2 separate regions of the Callithrix jacchus genome follow, and region 2 is linked to region 1. Evidence: chromatin contacts called from public Hi-C data. All regions are on one chromosome and are shown on one strand. The core of a region is the stretch at or near the end of the contact, and the rest is flanking DNA. Distances in the headings are between cores, read along the strand shown. Region 1 holds the start of LOC128929323. Region 2 holds the start of SLC25A28 (solute carrier family 25 member 28).

The links. Hi-C and Micro-C count contacts between places; a contact is called where the count stands out from the background.
Region 2: a contact with region 1 is called in a Hi-C map of skeletal muscle, with 3 times the contacts expected there. The contact joins the promoter of SLC25A28 here to the promoter of LOC128929323 in region 1. A contact is called at or near these places in 2 of 3 Hi-C or Micro-C datasets (induced pluripotent stem cells and skeletal muscle).

Annotation. Positions count from the first base shown.
Region 1 is chr12:92,383,730-92,388,451 of calJac240_pri, reverse strand. It overlaps LOC128929323, which reads right to left and starts at 2,102. Exons shown (of 4, transcript XM_078346860.1): 1 at 2,059-2,102; 2 at 1,547-1,914. The coding sequence starts at 2,102. It overlaps GOT1 (glutamic-oxaloacetic transaminase 1), which reads left to right and starts at 2,168. Exons shown (of 9, transcript XM_002756511.6): 1 at 2,168-2,344. The coding sequence starts at 2,227.
Region 2 is chr12:92,577,844-92,582,565 of calJac240_pri, reverse strand. It overlaps SLC25A28 (solute carrier family 25 member 28), which reads left to right and starts at 2,357. Exons shown (of 4, transcript XM_078346240.1): 1 at 2,357-3,467.

The sequences.
Region 1 (4,722 bases), core at 853-3,352:
GATATTGTTTCCTTCTGAAATGTCAAGAGAATTGACTCTTTCTTCTACCATTTGTTGAAGGCTTGGTAAATAGAAGAAATGTAGGGAGACTTACAGGTCCCTAGCCAAAAGAAGCTACATGGCCAACAAGCATATAAAATACTCAGCATCACTAGAGAAATGCAAATCAAAACTATAATGAGATACCATTTTACACTAGTCAGAATGGGTATTATTAAAAAGTCAAGAAATAATAGATGCTGGTGAGGTTGTGGGGAAAGGGGAATGCTTATACAATGCTAGTGGGAACGTAAATTATTTCAGTAACGTGGAAAGCAGTATAGCGATTTCTCAAAGAACTTAAAACAGAATTACCATTCGACCCATTAATCCCAGTATTGGGTCTATACCCAAAAGAATATAAATCGTTCTACCATAAAGACACATGTACTTGTATGTTCATGGCAGCACTATTCACAATTGTAAAGACATGGAATCAACCTAAATTCCCATTACCAGCAAACTGGATAAAGAAAATATGGTACATATACACCACAGAATACTATGCAACCATAAAAAAGAAAGAGAGCATGTCTTTTGTAGCAACATGGATGGAGGTAGAGGGCATTATCCTAAGTGAACTAATTCGAAAGAGAAAACAAAATATCCCATGTTCTGCCTTATAAATGGGAGCTAAACACTGAGAACACATGGACACAAGAGAACAACAGACCTACTTGCGGGTAGAGGGTGGGAGGAGGGAGAGGATCAGAAAAAAAACCTGCCAAGTACTATACTTACTATCTGGGTGACAAAATAATTTGTATGCCAACCCCTCCCCCACCATGATATGCAATTTACCTATAAAACAAATCTGTACATGCACCCCTGAACCTAAAAGTTAAAAAAAAAAATAGTTCGCTATCTATGAAGGATGTGGCAGATATGCAATGACAACAATAGCTGACATTTAGAGAGTGCTTCTAATATGCAACTAACCACTTCGTCTATGTATTAACTCACAAAATCCTCACAACAACCCTGAGGACATACTGTTACTTCCACAGAGCAGGAACCTCCAGGGAGAGGTTAACATAACGTGACTAAACCTGTCCAAGTTCGTAAGCGGCAGCCAGAATCTAAACCTAGATAGTCTGCTCCTGGAGCTAGGTTCTTAACCACAAAGACATTTTCTAACATTGTTAAAATACAGAAGCACAGAAAAGAGACATTTTGACCAGAATAAGGGTTAAGGGAAGGCTTCATGGATGAAGTGGCATTCGCTCTGGATCTTGAAGGTCAACAGATGGAGAAGGGTTCTGGGGAGGAAGGACTCTAACGGGGAAGGAACCGCCTGACGAAGAGGCACTTTGGGTACCAGCCAGCTGCCCACAGCAAGATCTGGTCCGCTGCGAGCAGGAAGAAGCTGGGAAGGGACGCAGCGCCCAGATCCCAAAGGTCCTTAAGCACCAGGCCTCTCTGCAAGGAACCGGGAAGGAAAATCTCAAACTATTAATAGAAGAGCGGCAGAAAGGAACTCGTGGGCACCCCTCCCTGTTGGTAGGACCTTCCCTGCCAGAGACCAAGGCTGGCAGCACAGCCACATTTCCCTCCGGGGGAAACAGCCGACCAAGGTGGTCAAGGTCGCCAGCGCGGGCTCCGGAGCTGCACGTCCCGGCCGAACACTCGCGTCCCGAGCACAGACGCTGGGGATTTGGCTGCCAGCCCGGGGCCGCCAGGTCGAGCCTGGCAGCGTCAACTGCTCGGCAGGAACACGAAGACCTGTCCTCGGGAACCGCCTCCGGCCACCTCCCTGAATCCTCCGGACCCTCGAAGGTCAAAGAGGCGGCCTCTCTGGGACTACCCCGGCTCGTTCGGCTCCTCCCCTCAGTCGGCAGACCCAAGGAATAATAGCCTCTGCGATAGGAGAACACCCTGCCAATCAATCGTAGTCCCCGCCCACGCCGCAGCCGGTGTAAATTGCATTGGTTGCATCCTTCACGGCCGCCGATAAGATTATTTCCTTGGATTGGCTAATAGCTTTCCCTCCCTCCTGTCTTTTCTTCGTCAGAAGCTGACGATTGGTTAATCGCGTTGCCAAGCTCTGGACGCGGCTCGACCATTGGAGGCCGCGGGCCCGCCCCCGCCGGCTAGGTGAAGGTGAGAGTCTCCTCCAGTCGCAGAGGCCAGACCTGACCTGGCAGCTTTGGGTGCGCGGTGAAACCTCTCGATTTCTGCTCTCTCGATATGGCGTCTCCATCAGTCTTTGCCGAGGTTCCGCAGGCCCAGCCTGTCCTGGTCTTCAAGCTCACTGCCGACTTCCGGGAGGATCCGGACCCCCGCAAGGTCAACCTGGGAGTGGGAGGTAAGGACGCAGTGCCCTGGAGTGTGAGGAGCTCGGGAAGTGGAGCGGACCCTACGAGGGTCGTGGAGACTGGGGGAGAAGCTGAGGCCAGCGTGGCGCTGCCTAGAGAGGGCGGTGCAGGAGAGGAGGGAGGATCCACAAAGGCTTCCTAAAACCTACCCATTTTATAGATGTGGGTGTGGAGTCCCTGGAAAGAGGAGATGTGTCCAAGGCCGCACAAACCAGGGTAGCAGCCAAGACACAAACTCAGTCTTTCTGATTTCCCATTCTGTGTTCTTTATACTATATAAATGGGGCTGCCGGAGCTTGTAGAGAAAGGGAGAAAAATAAGAAGGCGGATAGGTTTAGGGTTCTGGTTGCTGGGAAAGGAAGTTCTGTTCTGGGTCGGTAAATATTTGAGTGACCACAGAGTATCAATCAGGTACCTTATTAAGCTTTGGTCGGAGGAGACTGAGGCTTGATTTTGCCCTTAAGGATTAAAAAATCTGCTGGTGTTACACAATGCTTTGAGACAGGTTAATGCTGCCCCCGGCGTGTGGGCGCGGGCGGGTCTGGGAAGATGGTTCTGGCCCTCACAGATGTGGTAGGAAAGGGTAGAGATGGTGGAAAGGAGTGGAGAGAAATACGGATAGTAGAAGCTTACTTTCCACACATCCTGTCTTCATTTCTTGATTGAAGTGATTCCCATCTGGACCTTGTACAGCTCAGAGCATGTGCCTCAGTTTCCCCTTCTGATAAGAATGAGATTTGTATTGGAGTGCCTCTTAAATTTCTTTCACCCCAACCCTCTCTGATGAATTTATTATTCCTCTCAGTGTCATTTGGATGTTTGAAGCCCCATAGACACTTTCTGCATTTGGATACTGCCACGTTCAAAGATCAGCCAGAGACATGAAAGATCAAGTCTTATGCTGGGGAACAGACTTAGAATAAAAGGTCTAGAAATTGTGGAAAGAGAAGATGGAATCATTTTGTAGCAGAGTGTGACATGAAGGACATTCAGTATCAGGTTTCTCATAGATAATGTTTTGTCAGTGCATAGCATTTGTTAAGAAAAAAGAAAAAGGTCTCCACTAAGGAGTATGGGGAAGGATAAGGAAAAATCTATTAAAAAGTGATGGTTTGTTGAAGCTGGTAAGTTGTTGAAGCTGGGTGATGGGTATATGGGCATATGTTATATTATTCTCAGCTTTTGTAAAGATTTGACATTTTTCATAATAAAGCTCTTAAAATCAATCAGTACTACATAGTTTGACCCACTGAGGGAAAAGGATGTTTTTAGCAGGCAGCAGAGTTAGAAATATTGAAAGATTGCCTCAAATTGAATTTGAATGGACACCATTTGGTCTCTTAATTTAAATCCAGTCCAAAACTTCCAAGTATTTCTTTGCAGCCAGATATATACAAAGAACTAGTATCACTGTCAATCTAAATACATTATTTTAAAACATCAGATTTGGCTGGGCATGGTGGCTCAAACCTGTAATCCCAGCACTTTAGGAGGCCATGGTGGGTGCATCACCTGAAGTCAGGAGTTTGAGACCAGCCTGGCTTACATGGTGAAACCCCATCTTTACTAAAAATACAAAAATTAGCCAGGCATGGTGGTGCACACCTGTAGTCCCAGCTACTCGGGAGGCTGAGGCAGGAGAACTGCTTGAACCTGGGAGGCGGTGGTTGCAGTGAGCCAAAATCCCGTCATTGTACTCCATCCTGGGTGACAGAGTGAGACTCAGTCTCAAGAAAAAAAGAAAAAAAAAAACACAAAAAAATGTCAGATTTAATTAACTCAATTACCTTTGCACTATCTTACAGAGTTTCTGTGAGGATTAAGTACATTTGAAGTGTTTAGAGCTGTGTCTGGCACATAAGTAGGATTTATGTAAGTGTTAGCTATTAGTGTTGTTGTTTTGGCATTTCTTGGAGTCATTCTCATAAAAGATGTTGAATAAAAATTTGAAGCTCAAGAACTGCAAAATGAACTAATTTATGACACTGGGTTATAAATAAACTGCTCATGCAGAGAAAAAGCACCCTGACAGCAGAGGCCAGAAGCTATGGACTGGGGATTATAGTTATTACCTCAGCTGTGATGTTGCCTTTTTCTGTTTTCCAGGAACATCAGTTCCTTACCATGAGCAAATGGTTTATACATGTAATCTCATTTAATGCTCACAACTCTGGAGGGGGGTTTATTACTATTATTGTTCAGAGGCAAGGGAGCTGAAGACTGAAGAGATGAAGCAGTTTGCCCTAGGTCATTTGACACTAGGTGGTAGAGCTGGCAATCCAGGCCAGGTCTCTCAGGCCCCAGGGTCTTGTCCATGCCTCTGTTTCAGGTACCTTCAGGTGGTCCAGGGACAGCCAGTACACTGTAG
Region 2 (4,722 bases), core at 1,108-3,607, 190 kb before region 1:
AAGGAAGAAAGAGAGGAAGAGAGAGAAAGAAATGTGGAATCTTAGGCCCCACCAAGACCTACAGAACTGCAATCTGCATTTTAACAAATTCTTCAGCTAATATCATTTACCATATTTAAGTCTCGGAAGTACTGGGCTAGTTTATGCTATGGTGTGGAATAATCCAGAAAGCGCTGTGTCTTAAAACAACTAAGATTTATTTCTCACTGATGCTGAAAGTCTGCCTGGGAGCAAGCAGGTAGCAAGTAGGGAACTCTGCTTCATATCATCATCGCCAGAGCCCCAAGCTGATGGAGCCTCCACCGTCTGAACAAATAATCACTAGTCATGTGGCAGAGGAGGAAATGTGTGACTCTTCTGCTTCCCTTGTATTTTGCTGGCCAAAAGCAAATCCCATGGCCATGCATATCTTCAAGGAGGTGGGAAAAACATCTATGTACCTGGAAGAAGAATCAAAATACTGCTGAGACTAGGGGATCCTTGAAGCAGGTAGGCCTTTCAAGGGGTTATGACAATACAGATGTAATCAGATTCAGGGAAAGTATATCAATACGAAGGAAAGGGGGAGCATAAACGAAGAAACAGTTCAGAATAATGATGGTTCTGAATGGGCAGTCAAGGAAGACTCCAGCTTTAGAGTCTCATTGACCAGGCAGATAGTGAAGACTTTCATGGAAAATGAAAAGTTTGGAGGAATGGGTTGGGGTGGGGAGTGGAAAGGCTAAGTTTGGAATGGTAATGCTGAGTCGGAAATTAAGGTGGATATTCACCCCTTATCTTTCCAACCGCATGTTTATCCCCTTCCCCCTCACTCCCCATGCTCCAGTCACACTGGCCTTCTTTCCGTTCCTCATGCACCAACCTTGTTCTCACCTTAGGATTGTTGTACCTACTGCTTCTTCTGCTGGCATGCCCTTCACCAAGTCTGTCAATAACTGGCTCCTGCCTGTCATTCAGAACTCACCATACATGTCAACCTCCTTAGAAAGGCCTTCCTTGGCCATAACCATGTAGCCACCTAGTCACACTATATCATACCACCCTATTTCAAAGATCAGTACAGCATCTAGAGCTATTTGACATTTTTTGTGTTTTTCTCTGTCCCACCTCCCACCCCCATCATGAGAACACGGACTCTGTCTGTCCTGTATCCCAGCTTCAAGTTGGTACTCAAACATTACTGAAAGTTAAAAGTATGCAATAATGGAAATATAGGGTTCCAATGAGGGCAACTGGTTTGGAATGGCAAAGTTCTCCAAGGTATTAAAGATGACTAAGAAGCACTAAACTCTTAGGAATGTTCCACTTCAATGGCTAGAGAAGTGTAAGCAACTGAGAAGTCTTAAAGGTAGAACAGAGTGGTTTCTGAAGCTAGGAAAACGTTTCAATGAGGGGGTGGGTCAATAGGGAGCCCAGTGGGGGTGGGGGCAAGTATTATCTCTGTTAAGGAAAATGAGAATAGGAAAAAAAACCGTTGGATTTGGAAAGGTATTTATGACCAATGAATAAAGGAGTAAGAAATGTAAAGAGCTTAAGGAGAGAAAGGACCTAGAGGTGGGTAGGTCATTACTGGAGCAATCTGGCAGTAAAGGGAATTAGTACTCTAGCAGGATTGAATGGGTTTTTGTGACACCTATTCATTTCTCAAGCTAAATATGCTAGAGGAGAGACTGAACATGCTGTGGAGGAGGAGTTCTTTTCGAAAAGTTTTTGAGACAGTCTTGCTTTGTCACTCAGGCTGGAGTGTAGGGGCATGAACATGCTCACTGCAGCCTCGAACTCCCTGGCACAAGCAATCCTCCCCCAAGTAGCTGAGACTACAGGTACACACCACTATACCCAGCTAATTTTTGAATTTTTGTACTTTTTTGTGTTTATTATTATTTTGTAGAGATGGGGTTCTGCCATGTTGTCCAGGCTGGTCTCGAACTCCTGAGCTCAAGCAATTGGCCCACCTCGGCCTCCCAAAGTGCTGGGGTTACAGGCATGAGCCACTGCACCAGGCAGAGAGGTTAGCTAGGTTAATGGACCCTTAGGGTATCCACACAGCACCTTCAGGGTCTCTGAAACACAGAAATGATATGCAGATTTTTGTGTGCACACGGGGAATGGGAGGTGGAAATAGAAGAGAATTTGTAGCTTTATTATTTTCCAAATGGTCGCGACCTAAAGGTTAATAACCACTGCTGAAGAGTACAAAAAGTTTTTAAAAAAAGAAGCCCACACAAGGGCTAAACTTTAGGGGGAAAAAAGGAAAACCTCTTTCCTATCTAAGGAAAAGCTATAAACAGATGGAGAAGTCCATCGTTGCATCATCTGGGTAAAACAGAGAAGACAAGAGCTGGAAACCGCGGGCGGCTTGTGCCAACACGCTCGGGGGAGACGGAAGAAGGAGCCCGTGCTCCCTAGTGCAGGGAGTCCTGAAGCCTGGTAATCGCTGGCCTTGCCTCACAGGACCCGGGCTGACCCGAGGGTAGGAGAGGGCTTCATCACCAGGCGGGGGACCCATCAGCGCGCCGGTTCAGGGACAGGATGCTGATACTTCAGGCTTGGCCAGGCCGTGCCTCCGAGCTTCCACAGAGCCGCTGCACCTCCCTGCTGCCTTTGGGACGCGGCCTCCAGCCCCCGCCTCAACACCGGCAGTCATCTCTGAATCATTCCGCCCATTTCTACGTCTTCCCGTCTCGTCTCCGGCTCTCGGCCTGGCGCAGAGCCCAGTGACAGCCGGGACCTGAGGGACCTCATTCATTCAACACTTGCTGGGTTTACTGGGCGACTTTGGATGCGAGGCTCAGTGCCGGGCGTTGGGACCTAAGGAGCTCTGGGTCCGGCCCGAGACCCCAACACTCCAAACCCGACCAGAGTCTAACGGGCCGTCGCGGTACCCCCGGACGGTGAGGCAGTTCCCCGCTCGCATGTCGCAACGGCTTCCCGGACAGGCTGCGGGTCGCGCCAGAGGATGACCGGCGCAGGCCGACTCCGCCTCACGCCCGCGAAGAGATCCCGCGGGAACACGGCCTCTCGGGGCCAGGGCCGTCAGCTCTCCAGACATGCGTCTCAGAATTTGGGGCGCGCACTCAAGCGCGGGTCGTAACGGCAATCGTCAGCGGTTTGACGTGAAGGCCTGCCACCGCCCCGCCCCCAACGCGATCCAGCGCCCGGGAACGCAGCTCCGCAGTCTCCAGTGAGGGGCCCAAAGTCGGCCCCTAGAGTCCATGGGCGCTTCGTTCTTTCTGTAGCCAATCGGGAACCGACGTGGTGCTGGCCAATGGCTGCGGTCAAAGTATCAAGAGTGGTTGAGCCTATCAAAGTTCAGCCTTAAGTTTCTCCCGCCCTTCTAAAAAGTCAGAGGCGGGTTGATCGCACATGTCGGCCAATCAATGACCAATAAACAAGAAGCTTCCAAGATCAAAGGGGAAGGGGTGGGATCTAGGTGCTAGCAACACCTCAGGGCGGAGGAATGACAGGTGACTTCGCTAATAGTACAGGCTGATTTTTTTTACGTAGTGAAAGGGGTGGGCCTAACTTAGCGTCTGCACCAATGGTTGGTTGAGGGGCGTGTCCGCGGGGCCAAGCGGGAGCCGGAGGCCCCGGGCTCTCTGGGCCGCGCCTGAGGCGAACACTACGGGGCTGGGGGGCGGCGGCAGCAGTGGTGGCAGCGGCGGCGGGGGTGGGCGCCGCAGCTGGCCCGGGTGGATGGAGTTGGAGGGGCGGGGTGCTGGTGGTGTGGCGGGGGGGCCGGCGGCAGGGCCCGGGCGGAGCCCCGGGGAGTCGGCGCTGCTGGACGGGTGGCTGCAGCGGGGCGTGGGCCGGGGGGCCGGCGGCGGGGAGGCCGGGGCCTGCAGGCCCCCGGTACGACAAGATCCGGACACCGGCCCGGACTACGAGGCGCTGCCGGCTGGAGCCACTGTCACCACGCACATGGTGGCGGGCGCCGTAGCAGGGATCCTGGAGCACTGCGTGATGTACCCCATCGACTGCGTCAAGGTGAGACCTGCACTGGGCTTCGAACCCGACCTGGGGCTGACCCGAACCCTGGGTCTTGTCCGGAGCCAGGATCCCGGCTGAGAGCCGGAGCCGACATGGGTTCTTTTCTGGCTCCTGCCACTACCACACGATTCGAACCGACACTCCATTCAAGCAAGGTCCCAGCTGGGAGTTGATCCCAGTCAGGAACCAGGACCTGTTTCTAACCGTCAGTGAAATCTGAATCGGAACTCAGGATCGAAAACCTGTCAGCCAAAGCTCTGGACCCCACCTGGGACCTAACAGGAATAGGGTGGGATGGGGTGTCCCGAAGCTCAGGTAAGTGCTACTAACTCGATTAAGGTGAAGCCAGCTGGCATGAACCAGACCCTGAATTGGATTTAATGACTTGAGATGTTTTCTGGGCTAGTGCTTTTACAAACTCCTTACTGTATCTTTCCTTACTGACGGGGCCGGAACCCGAATCTGGGATCTCTCAGCTAGATAAAGGACTTACATGTTAAATCTTAACACATGAGTGATTGGAAATCATTGTGCAGTGAGAATGCAGAGTTCCAGACTGGAAGTAATATGGGAAAGATTGTATTCAGGAAAAGGTTTCAGTTTCCCTGTGAAGCAAGCATGATACCCCACCTATTTCCTGAACATGAAAATTGAGCTGGGATTAGGACTGTATGTGCAGGGAGCACATCAGCCTCCAAACAAGAGAGATGAAACTGATAGCGTATTTCTTTG